3 separate regions of the Sus scrofa genome follow, and all the other regions are linked to region 2. A link is a contact called in public Hi-C data. All regions are on one chromosome and are shown on one strand. The core of a region is the stretch at or near the end of the contact, and the rest is flanking DNA. Distances in the headings are between cores, read along the strand shown. Region 1 holds the start of UBA1 (ubiquitin-like modifier-activating enzyme 1). Region 2 holds the start of ELK1 (ETS domain-containing protein Elk-1). Region 3 holds the start of EBP (emopamil binding protein (sterol isomerase)).

What was found. Hi-C and Micro-C count contacts between places; a contact is called where the count stands out from the background.
Region 1: a contact with region 2 is called in a Hi-C map of liver, with 2.9 times the contacts expected there. The contact joins the promoter of UBA1 here to the promoter of ELK1 in region 2. A contact is called at or near these places in 3 of 47 Hi-C or Micro-C datasets (embryonic fibroblasts, heart right ventricle and liver).
Region 3: a contact with region 2 is called in a Hi-C map of liver, with 4 times the contacts expected there. The contact joins the promoter of EBP here to the promoter of ELK1 in region 2. A contact is called at or near these places in 1 of 5 promoter capture datasets (liver) and 3 of 47 Hi-C or Micro-C datasets (heart right ventricle, liver and skeletal muscle).

The regions. Positions count from the first base shown.
Region 1 is chrX:41,808,402-41,812,666 of Sscrofa11.1, reverse strand. UBA1 (ubiquitin-like modifier-activating enzyme 1) reads right to left here and starts at 1,941. Exons shown (of 26, transcript XM_021080354.1): 1 at 1,780-1,941.
Region 2 is chrX:42,173,446-42,177,780 of Sscrofa11.1, reverse strand. It overlaps ELK1 (ETS domain-containing protein Elk-1), which reads left to right and starts at 2,817. Exons shown (of 6, transcript XM_013990888.2): 1 at 2,817-3,015. UXT (protein UXT) reads left to right here. Exons shown (of 7, transcript XM_003135055.5): 6 at 1,267-1,330; 7 at 1,544-1,639. The coding sequence ends at 1,594.
Region 3 is chrX:42,670,429-42,674,477 of Sscrofa11.1, reverse strand. EBP (emopamil binding protein (sterol isomerase)) reads right to left here and starts at 2,419. Exons shown (of 4, transcript NM_001167646.1): 1 at 2,119-2,419. The coding sequence starts at 2,419.

The sequences.
Region 1 (4,265 bases), core at 692-3,191, 360 kb after region 2:
AAAGCCCCAGCACACAATAAGCGCGCTATACATTTCCATCCAATAGTAATAATAGATCACATTAACTGATGGCCTTCTATGTGAGGGTTCCTGTGATGCGTCCCTTCCATGCACTGTGCCACTGGACTCAGGAATGCAGAGCAGGAAATCAGTTCCTTCTTGTCCTTCAGGTCTCAGTTCAAAAGCGACCTCCTTAGAGAGTTCTTAAACCCTCACAAAAATCATTTCCACCCACTGATGCCTAGCTGTGGGACTTAGGGCCAGACACCTCATTTCTCTGGGCCACTGTTTCCCTGCTCATAAAATGAGAGCAGCAGTCACCTACCTTGCGACGGAGTTTAAATGAATACATATGTAGAAAGGGCTCAGAACAGTGTCTGGCACAGGGTGCTATATGACCATCCACAGTAGTAGCACCATTAAATTGGATGGGTGGGAGAGAGACATTCGGACATTTGATTAAGACTACAAACTCTGGAACTAGACTAACTGGATTTAGAATCCTGGCCCAGCCACTCACAGACGGGGAGTAACCGCAGGCAAACTACTTGGCCTCCTGGTGTCCCAGTTTCCTCATCTATAAAACGGGATGATAATAACCTACCTCCTGGGATTGTTGTGGGGATTAAATGGGCTAATAAAATGCCGAATGAGTGTAAACTAATCTGATCATCATTATGCTCAGACTCATTTTTTTCAGGCTCACAGAACAACTTGCCAAAGATCACACCAGCTGGCGTGGATCAATGAGATTGGCATCTACAGCCTTTGTTGATAATTCTGGGGTTACTGGGCAATAAGGAATGAACAATGCGGGAGGCCTCGTCCCGGACGCAAGATGCAAAACTTCAGTCCTGAAACCTCTAAGGGAAAGCTAACAGCGGATCATGCAGATGAAGCCGTAAAAGCTACGCCCCTGGAAAAGCCACAGAAAACTCCGGGCCCTACTCACCTTTACGCTTAATCAATGAGATCTAACTTGCCGGGCAGGCTGCAGAACGCCCCTACAGCACACCGATCCTCCCCTTCGTGAAAAATTCACAAGCTGATACTTCCATCGGACCAGGTGTGAAAGGGGCAAAAACGGGCTTCCTCGACAGCCCACCTCCTCATGAATGAGGAAAAAAGCCACGGCCCACCAAGGCCCGGTGGCACCCTGACCCCTCGGGGAGAGCCTACCGGCGTCTCTTCCACAGCCTGAGCGAGGGGCTCCTCTTCCTAAAAAAAAAGCGAGGGCCCCAACTTGCCCAGTCTCCCCGCCCCTAATACCCAAACGCGGTGAGACATCATAATAGAACTAGAGGTCACAAAGGCCACGGATAACTCCACATGCCACGTCGGTCCCGAACGTTCCCCCTGTCATCAGGACCTTTCCTGAAACGAGCCCTCCCCAAATTCCGCCTTGAGTTCAGGAACCTCAAACTTTGCCTCCACCCTTGCGAAGCACACCAAATCCTGCCCCGTAGACAGAGCACTCATACACGGACCCTAAAGGTCTCCCCAAACATCCCCCAAACCCTGTCTCCAAGGGATATATAAAGCCTGCCTCCGAGGGATATATAAACCCGGCTTCCAAGGGAAGCTCCTTAAAACAAACTCCCCAATCCCACCCTGGAGTCCCTAAACGCCCCTTGCTAAAGGTTCCCTCAAAAAAGCCACCTCTAAATGCCACCCCGGGCCCAGAGCCCCCAAATATGCCCATTCGGGGATCCCCGAAATTGAGCCCCCTCCCTTAACTACTGCTGTCCAGGAGGCTGGGGGTACCGTGCTCCAGCTCACCCCCTGCGCCGGGCGGAAGCCTCGCCTTCCTGCTGGAGAGGAGCCGAAGCCACGGGGCAACGGAAGAGCAAACCACCTCCGCCGTTCAAGAAGAGCCAGAGTTTGCGCGGAGCTCGGAAGCGCGGGGCCTTGGAGGGCCCCCGGTTTGGAACGTACCACAGATACTTAGCCAGAGGGGAGGCTGCCCCTGCTTCTGCGCCGTCGGCGCCCATGTCAGACCCAGACACCCCTGAGGGTTGTGGTACTTTCCGAACGCGCTAGGCATGCTGGGGATGGTAGTCCGGGTCGGGCCGGTGGCCGGTGCACGTGGTGAGCATCCGCGCCCCTGGGAAAATGTAAACTAGGGCTGTGGAATTGCCGGACCTGTGCTCTGCAGAGGACATAGGAAAGGGGATCAGAACACAGGGAAAGGCACACCCATTCTACAGATGGGAAAACTGAGGCTCGGGTAGCCCAAGGAGTTCTTTCATTTGACATTTATGAAGCTCAAGCTGTGGGCCAGGTGCTAGGGATTCTTCCTTGCCCTCACGGAGCTGACACACTAGCGAGAGATACAAACCGTAAATGTAATAAATAAATTACAATTATATTAAAAACATGTGACTATAATGTAAATTATATAAAATAAAGTGGACATATAAAGTTTACATAGTTTACATAACATGATAGTGTCAATAGGTAAATAATTTACATCTGTAAATGTCTTATAGGAGTTCCGGTTGTGGCTCAGCAGTACTCAACCAGGCTAGTATCCATGAGGATACCGGTTCCACCCTTGGCCTCACTTAGTGGGCTAAGGATCCGGCCTTGGCGACGGCTCGGATCCCGTGTGGCTGTGGCTGTGGCTACGCTGGTGGCTTACAGCTCTCATTCGACCGCTAGCCTGGGAACTTCCATATACCGTGGGTGTGGCCCCCAAAAGACACAAAATAAATCAATAAATGTCATATTAAATACATTGTGTATAGTCTATGTTCACATGTGAATATACAATTAAATACATATATAAATACAATATATATGTGATAACTGCTAAATGTTACTGGAAAAAATAGAACAAAGTGGGGACAGGTAACATTTTTAAATAGCGGGGTCAAGGAAGGCCTCCTTGGGAAGATGTTTGAGCAAAGATGTTTAACACAAAATGCCTTTATCACCTTATCCCAAATTCTGTATCACGTATCCTGTCCTCAAATCCTCCACATTTGTTCATTTGAAAAAGGTTTATTGAGTGGCTACTAGGGGCATGCCACCAGGAGCAAAGCAAAGAACATAGCAAGGATATCACTGCCCTTGCAACAGTCAAGAACAGTCTTTCATCAGAACTTTTCGTTTTTTTTTTTTTTTTTTTTTGCTTTTTAGGGCCGCACCCACGGCATATGGAAGTTCCCAGGCTAGGGGTCTAATCAGAGCCACAGTGGCCGGCCTACATCACAGCCACAGCCACAGCAACGAGGGATCCAAGCCGTGTCTGCGATCTACCCCACAGCTCACGGCAGCGCCGGATCCTTAACCCACTGATGGAGGCCAGGGATCGAACTCGAGTCCTCATGGATGCTAGTGGGGTTCGTTAACCACCGAGCCACGAAGGGAACTCCAGATGTTTGGTTTTCAATTCTAAGAACTATGGGGCACCATACAAAGATTTTAAGTAGGGGAATCACATTATATGCATTATATTTTAGAATAAATAATCTGGCTGCTCTGTGTGGAGAGAGAACAAACTGTAGGGGGGAAAGTGGAAGCAGAAAAGCCAGTGGACAGGGTCCAGGAAGTGATGAGAGAGGGTCAGACCAAGGTGATAAAAGAGGAAGTGGTGTTGGTGGGGGGCTGAGGTTTGATTTTGAATTGGTTTTTGTCTTTTTTTTTTTTTTTTGCTTCTTAGGGCCACACCCATGGCCTGTGGAGGTTCCCAGGTTAGGGGTCTAATCGGAGCTACAGCTGCCAGCCTACACCACAGCCACAGCAATGCAGGATCCAAGCCGCGTCTGCGACCTATACCACAGCTCACAGCGATGCTGGATCCTTGACCCACTGATCGAAGCCAGGGATCAAACCCGAAACCTCATGGTTCCTAGTCGGATTTGTTTCCACTGCGCCACGATGGGAACTCCTGAACTGGTTGTTGAAAGTCAAGACACCAGGATTGGCTGTGACATCAGTTATGGGGCACAAAAAATAGGAGTCCTGGCTGACCTGCAGTTTTTTAACCTGAGCTGCAGCAGGATGGAGTTGTCATTAACTAACATGGGAAATACTCCACTAGGAGCAAGAGGGGGGCAAAATCAAGAGATCGTTTTCTGATGTGTTATATATTTTTTTCTTTTTGGCCACCCTTAGGCATACAGAGTTCCCAGGCCAGGGATCAGATTGGAGCTGCAGTTGCGAGCTAAGCCTCACCTGTGGCAGCACGGGATCCCTTTAACCCACTGTGCCGGGCAGGGGATGGAACCTGCGTCATGGTGCTTCAGAGAAGCCGCAGATCT
Region 2 (4,335 bases), core at 1,568-4,067:
CTTTCTAACACTGGCCTCCTGATTGCTCCTCTAGAAGCTCTTTCCGGCCTCTCGGACTTCTTGTGAAAGACTGTCCTGTTTAACTCTTACTCATTCTTCAGAAAGGCCTTCTTTTATCCTTTGCATCACTTAGGCTTCTTTTGGGTGAGCCTGGTCGCAGTTGGCTTAGATGTCAGGAGGTAGGAATGGGCTGGTTGGCGTAGCTCAACAGCCCAGAGCCAGAGTGGTCCCGCTTTCCAGTTGCTTTAAGCCTTGGTGTCTTCCTTGAGTCCTCTCTCTCTTGCATCCAACATCCTCCTTTGGTAAATCCTATTGACTCTACCTTCAAAGAAGTATCCCAGCTCCAATCATTTCTCATCCCCTCAACCGCTGCCACTGCGGTCCGAGTCTGCATCTCTCACCTGGACGATTCCGACAGCCTCTGCAGTGGCCTTCCTCTTCCACACCAGCTGTCCTTATCCCCAGTCGGTTCTCCACACAGCAGCCAGATGGATCCTCTGAAACCCTAGTCATTTGACCTCCCTTCTCTGATCACAATACTCCCCTTGCTCCCATCCCACTTAGAGTCAAAGCCAGAGTCCTCACCATGGCCTGGTAGATTTTACACGAACTATCTCCCCCACTTACCTCCGTGACCTCGCCTCCTCTACCTCCCCACTTCACTTTTTCTTCTCCAGCCACACTGGCCTCTTCGCTGGGCCTCAGACATGCCAGGTACGCGCCCACCTCAGAGCCTTTGCACTCTCCACCCCTTGTGCCTGGAACACACATCCTCCATATGTCCACATGACTCGCTTCTTTGTTTTAAGTCTCTACTCAAACGCTTCTCAGTGAGGCCATCCCTAAGCACCCTAATTCGAATTCCAGCCCCCACTCCTGTACTCCCATATCCTCTCTCATTTAATTTTTTTTTCATTATAATTTTAACCATCTGACATACTCCATATTTTACTCCATCATCTGTCCCCCTTAATGAGAATCTGAGCTCCAAGAGGCCGAGATTTTCGTTTGCTATGTCTGCTGCTATCTCCCCAGTACCTAAAACAACCTGGCATAGAGTAGGCATTCAGTAAAGGTCTTGGAATCAGTGTAGTGCAGATGGCGGCCAGGCATGTCTGCCTAGGAGCAGGCCAGGTAGTAGGGGTCCCACCACCTGCCGTGTGGAAGTCATCCAGGACTTAGGCGGTTCTTGAAGCGGTGAGGGCACATCATCCTCACGGATCCTAAGTGGGGCCCACCTCGCCCTTTCTCGTTTCTTTTCTCCAGGCTCAGCGACAGCCTCACCAAGGACTCCATGAATATCAAGGCCCATATCCACATGTTGCTAGAGGTGAGAGCAGCTCACCCCACTCCCAGACTCTATCTCCAAATATTTAGGGTGGTGTCCTGAGGAAGGGAGAGAGCCAGAGATGGGAAGGGCCATCTTTCCCTCCAAATGAGTCAGACAGGAACCAGGCTGGCTCTGAGGGAAGGGAGTTCCAAGCAAGCCTGAGGTGGGGCCTGGACCCAGTCTCCGTTCAATCTCTTCTGTTCTCTTTTTCAGGGGCTTAGAGAACTACAAGGTCTGCAGAATTTCCCCGAGCCTCGCCACTGACTTCTTCCTACCTCCCTTGACATTAAAGAGCCTGAATGTCTTTGAGTCACGTGGCCCTTCTTTCCCCCATTAACTTCTGCTGTTGGCTAAAGTGCCGTTTCTAAAGCACAATGTTACTGGGAGGCGCAGAGATCCAGTCTGTGTAGAATCTTTAAAGCACCACTGAAGTGCCGCCTCCAGCCTGTTTCCTGGCAGAATGTGCCACCTGACTTTCCGCTCTGCCCTCTCTACCATCGCCTTGGCAACCTGGGCCCCCACCTGACCCTTCTTTCTATTTCCTTTCCTGTGCACTACTGCTTGAATTAACCATAGAGAACGGGCCGATTCAGGGTGGCGGTTTGTTCCCTAAGGCAATCAACCTTTCACTCCTGGCCCTAAAGTTTACCCTTCTCCCACACTCCAATCGTTCCTCAGGTAACTTAAATTACACCCACGCCCGTCTAGGCCCAACCTTGGCCTTGTCCCAGCTTCTAAATAGTTACAGCTCCAGCAATGGGCGCAGGGCCGATCTCGCCCGCCCTCCCTGGTCCGGTCCTCATTCTAGGCTGAATCCAGCTTCCGCCAATCGATACAGAGCCAGGTTCCACCCCTTTATTACTGGCTGCAGCTCGACCCTGCCCTTGTAGGCATTTCGTTTCCACCACTCAACACTCCTTCGCACGTCTGGCAGCTGTCCTGCCCTCCTTCCTCTGCTTCGTTCTAAATTCGTCTTTTCTAGCCAATCGCCACAGAGTTAGCCTGCCCGCCTCCGCAGATCCCTGGTCAGACCTCCTCCCAGCGGGGCTGCTAGCCTGTGTACTTCTATACAAGTCCTGCTTCCGCTGGGCTGCGTGGAGTTCGGCACCGCCCATTGGTGTTTTGGCAGCTGTCTAGGCGTCCATCGCCCGCCAATCAGCAGGAAGCAGAGCCTAACCACTTCTATCCTCGGAGGCTGGCCGTCTTCCATCAATCTCATATAGGCCAATCACTGCGAGGCAGGCACCCCCGGAACCTTGTCAATCGCCCACGGCCTAGCAGTCTCTCCTGAGCCAATCAGCGGTGAGCGTCGGCGGGGCCGAGCACGCCCCCTCGGAACCCAGGAGGCCGGCTGCGTTCCGTCAGTTCCCCTAGGGCCAATCCCAGCAAGGCCCTATGGGGCAGGGTCCGCCTCCCCAACCCTGGAAGCCGCGCGGTCGATCCGTGGCGCTTTGACCAATCAGCGAGCGGCTGAAAGCTCAGCTCCTCCTTTACGGGCCCACGTGAGCGGTGGGGAAACGCAGGGGCGGCTTCTAGGTGCTGCCGCCGCCGCCGCTGCCGCCGCCGCCGCCGCCGCCACCGCCGCCGCCACCGCCGCCTCGGATCCCGGGCCTGGGGGGCGGTGGGGCCGCGCATGGAGCCCCCGCCCCCCGGAGCTGCCAACACCACCGCAGCGCTACGCACAGGTGAGCCCGGGGCCTGGAGGGTTGAGGGCCCGGTCCCTGACCCCACGTATCCTTCCCGCCCCCGCGCCGGGGGATGTGGCTTGGCCCATGGCCTTCTGGTGTTCGGCTCCTCACTGCCACCGCCACGGCTGGTGGACCTGCCTGTGGCATCGTCCCGTCCCTTCGCCCCTTGTAGTGGATCTGACCGTGGCCTAATCCCCCCTTCCTGTTTTAAAATGGATCGGTCTTAGTGCTTGTATTTCTCCCCACCCCCCCTTACAGTAGACTCGTCCGTGGTCTTGCCCCCCAACCCCGGCTTGGAGGGTGCCGTTCTCTGGCAGCGTCTAACTCTTTGACAGTAGGTCCGTCTGAGTGTTTGTATTTCTCAGGTCCTCAAGTTTCAGCGGCCCCCGTCTGTGGCCTTGTTTTTCCCATCCCTACTCTTCCTTGTGAGTCACTCCGTGGCGTTGTACCCCCCCCCTTAACAGGGAGTTAACCTGTGAATTTGTATTCCTGCCTCCAGTCCCCCAGTGCATCAATCCATGGCTTTAACACACACACACACACACACACACACACACACCATTTTTACAGTGGATCAGTCTACATGCTTGTATTCATGTCCCCCTGCATATCAGCCCATCACCCTATCCTCCCTTTTTTGTAGACTGTCACTCCAGTGCCTGGGCTTCTCCCTTGCTTTGAATAGTGGGTTAGTTTAGACCTTTATATCTCCCCATTTCAGTAGCCCAGTCCCTGGCCTTGTCCCCTTCTCCTTATAATCAGTCTGTGTGATGGTTTTTCTCTCTTCCATTATCGTGCAGGAATCAGTGTGTTTCTCTGCTCTCCTTGCCCCTAGTAAATAAGATGAGCCTTTACACACACACATACACACACACACACACCCACCCACCCACCCCTTTGCAGTGGATCTGTTTATTGGACTTCCTGCCACCCATGTGCTTGCCTTTACACCCGTTGGGTACACCCTCGTGTGAGTCCAGTGCTATGCAGTCCCTCCAGGAGGGTTGGCCCTTGGGGTGGGTCAGTCTGTGGCCTTCCCTGCCACTCTCCCTCCTTCTTAGTAGTGGATCAGCCTGTGTGCTTGTTGAACCGAGGTCTTTTTTTACTCTAGAACACACCCCCCTCTTACACACTGTTAACCATTAAAACATCCCGCCTCACTCCAGGAAATGAATACATTAGCAGTAGCGATAATGCCTATAGACGCTACTGGTTATTGACCTCCTACTGGGTACCAGGCTGAATGCTTAATGTTAGCTCATTTCATCCACCCCCTGAGATAGGGACCGAGGAACGTTTGGCACAGGGAGGTTTAAT
Region 3 (4,049 bases), core at 1,170-3,669, 500 kb before region 2:
AAAGAAACACCTGACCATACCAAGTGTCAGCAAAGCCGTGGAGAAATTAGAACTCTGGTGGGAATATAAAATGGTGCAGCCATTCTTTTTTTTTGCTTTTTTGAACCTGCGGCGTATGATAGTTCCCAGGCTGGGGTCAAATCGGAGCTACAGCTGCCAGCCTACACCACAGCCACAGCCATGCCAGATCCAAGCCATGTCTGTGACCTATACCCCAGCTCAAGGCAATGCTGGATCCTTAACCCACTGAGTGAGGCCAGGGATGGAACCCGCATCCTCATGCATCCTAGTCGGGTTTGTTAACTGCTGAGCCGTCAAAGAAGAGAACTCCCTTTTTTTTTTTTTTTTTTTTTATTCGGCCGTTCTTGAAGACAGTTTGGCAGTTTTTCATAAAGTCAAGCACATTCACCATGTGACCCAGCCATTCCATGCCTCCATATTTACCCAAGAGAAATGAAAGAAGATGTCCACAGAGAGACTTGTAGAATGTTCTAGCAGATTCATTCATGAAGTCAAAAAGGAGTAGTGTTTGTAACAGCCAAAGATGGGGGGAGATGCCTATCAATCCTGAAAAAGTCAAATTAATTCTGTCATAGTTATGCTTTCAAAGCTCTTTATGAATTTGAGTGGCATTTTAAAAAAGCAAAGTTCAAAAGTGTATCTAGTGAAGTTTCCATTGTGGCTCAGTGGGGCACGAACCCGACATAGTAACCATGAGGATGCAAGTTCCATCCCTGGCCTCGCTCAGTGGGTTAAGGATCCAACAGTGCCACAAGCTGCGGTATAGGTTGCAAATGCGCACAGTGCTGCTGTGGCTATGGCGTAGGGCTGGCGGTTGCAGCTCTGTTTTGACCCCTAGCCTGGCAACTTCCATGTGCCTTGAGTACGGCCCTACAAAAAGGGGAAAAAGAAAAAGATGTGTATATAGCATGTTATCATTTACAAAAAGGAGAAAAATAAAAATGATGAAGACAAGGAGTTCCCGTCATGGTACAGCAGAAATGAATCTGACTAGGAACCCTGAGGTTACGGGTTTGATCCTTGGCTTCGCTCAGTGGGTTAAGGATCTGGTGTTGTCGTGAGCTGTGGTGTAGGTCGAAGACGTGGCTTGGATTCTGTGTTGCTGTGGCTGTGATGTAGGCTGGCAGCTGTACCTCTGATTTGAACCCTAGACTGGGAACCTCCATATGCCACAAGAGTGGCCCTAAAAAAAAAAAAAAAAGTAAAGATATAGTTATAAGGTATCTACTACCTGCCAAACCCTGTTCTAAGTGTCTTACGTGTATTTGGATATTACAATTCTCCCTCTTTTTTTTTTTGCTATTTCTTGGGCTGCTCCCACGGCATATGGAGGTTCCCAGGCTAGGGGTCGAATCGGAGCTGTAGCCGCCGGCCTACGCCAGAGCCACAGCAACGCAGGATCCGAGCTGCATCTGCAACCTACACCACAGCTCACGGCAACGCTGGATCGCTAACCCACTGAGCAAGGGCAGGGATCGAACCCGAAACCTCATGGTTCCTAGTCGGATTTGTTAGCCACTGCGCCACGACGGGAACTCCACAATTCTCCCTCTTTTACAGTTGAGCAAACTGAGGTTTATGTGTGTGAAATATAAGCAATTACTGGGGGCAACTTGGTAGATAGAAGGTAGATAGATTTTCACTGCATATTTCTTTAAATGGGTCCAAATCGCTTTGGATCCATGTGAATATATATGCGACAAAAAAGTTAAATACATTTTAAAAATATATTAATGGGGAGTTCCCGTCGTGGCGCAGTGGTTAACAAATCCGACTAGGAACCATGAGGTTGCAGGTTCAATCCCTGGCCTAGCTCAGTGGGTTAAGGACGCGGCGTTGCCGTGAGCTGTGGTGTAGGTCGCAGACAAGGCTCAGATCCCACGATGCTGTGGCTCTGGTGTAGGCCGGCAGCTACAGCTCCGATTCGACCCCTAGCCTGGGAACCTCCATGTGCCATGAGAGCAGCCCTAGAAAAGGCAAAAAGACCAAAAAAAAAATTTAATTAATGGGAAAAGTGTCAGTGGGTGGGTGACCATCTAAGCCAATCTCTGCCCAGGAAATTCCCTCCCACAGCACGCTGAAGAACTTAGGACTCACAGAGTTGAGATAAGAAGGCTTGGTCTCCAAGAAGCTCCTCGTGGTAGAGACAGAACCAGCCCTCAATCACCAAGTGAACGAACCCACAGACTGCAAACCAGCACAAGGACAGTCTCCGCCAAGTGCTCAGTGGGACGACCGCAGCACGACCTGACAACAGCCAGGTAGTGACGACTAAGACTCCAGAGGCGGAGAAGAGGCCAGCCAGGATATGCCAAGTGGGGCAGTCATTAGGCACAAAGTTGTCCAGCCTCAGGTGCCGAGGCCAGTATGGATGCATGGGGCTGGCGTTGGTGGTCATGTCTTTGTCGGCTGACAGCTGTGGGCTGTGTATGGATATGTAGAAAGGAGAACAAAGAAAGAGGAAAAACCTGGGAAAAAAAAAACAAAGGGAAAGCACAGAATGAGATCATAAAATCAAATCTAGGAGTTCCCCCTCTGGCTCAGCGGTAATGAACCCGTCTAGTATCCATGAGGACGTGGGTTTGATCCCTGGCCCGGCTCGGTGGGTTAAGGATCCAACGTTGCTGTGAACTGTGGTGTAGATTGCAGATGCAGCTCAGACTCCGCATTGCTGTGGCTGTGGCACAGGCTGACAGCTACAGCTCCAATTCAACCCCTAGCCTGGGAAATTCCATATGAGGCCAGTGCTGCCCTAAAAAGACACACACACGCACACAAGCACACGCACACACACAAAATCAATCTGTTATGATAAGAAATGTAAATGGACTCAATTAATTATACGCTGTTTTAAAAACATGACTGGAAGACCACGCAAAGTCTGAAAGTTTGTTCCAGCCCTCCGGAAGCCATATGTGGTGGACACAGGAACCAGAACAGGTCCCAGCCCTCACTGGTTACAGTCTGCAGGGGAAGACAGGAACCAGGTCTAGTCTGCCCTCATTGGTCACAGTCTGGTGAGCAGACACAAGAATCAGACTAGATCCTAGCCCTCATTGGTCACGCTCTGGTGGGGAGAGACACAGGAACCAGGCTTGGTCCACGCTTTTAGAGGTCACAGACGGCTGGGGGAGACAAAGGAGCCAGGCCTGGTTCCAGCCCTCAAGGGTCACAGTCTGCTGGGGGAGACACAACGACCAGGTTAGGTCCCACTGCAGGGGTCTCTGTCTTGCATCATTCAATGGACAGCTATTACCCTCCCCATAGTTCTGACAACTGCAGGACAGAAGAGAGAAAACTAATCAGAAATACTACCCTCAGGTTCAGTGTGTGGGATTGCCCGATCCCTCCTGAAAGAGTGCAACCCGCAGCCAACCTGCAAGAAAGAGGAACGTGGAGGACAGGATCCCAGCTTGGGGCGCTAAAAAGGAAAAGGAGGGTCAAAGACAGAGACCACCAATCAAAACCAGAATCCTCTACTCCAGCTGCCCAATGAGAAGGTGGATCTTCTGTCGTCCGGACAACAGCGCGGTAGCCGGGGATCCTGCGCAAGCGCGTGGGAGGGCGGGGAGGCACGGCGTGGGTTGGCAGGCGGGTGGCGGAGAGAAAGGGTCTCGCGCAGGCGCGCCGAGGGTCGGTCATTTGGCAATTAAGAGCTAGGGGATGGAGTGGCAGTCCTGGCGGAGAGGACTCACCCAGCAGCGCGGTTGCGGCGGCTTCTCCCACAGCCTCCCAGGTCTCTCTAGGCTAGCTCGCAGGGTCCGAGAGAGCCGTGATTCTTACCCATCCCTTCACGGTTTCCTCGCCTTATGGAGTTGGCCAATGGAGAGGCTCGCAAGGCGGCCAGTGCTGCTCCCAACCAGTAGGAATTCTCTGTGTGCCTCCGACCCCGCCCTCATGTGTGGTGCCATTTTCTCTATTGGTTGAGACCCAGTCAGGAGTGGGAGAGGCGGGGAGGGCCAAGGTTGGTGGGCGTTTTAGGGCGGAAGCCAATCTGCGGCGAGTCTCGTCTTCAATTTCCCTATCCG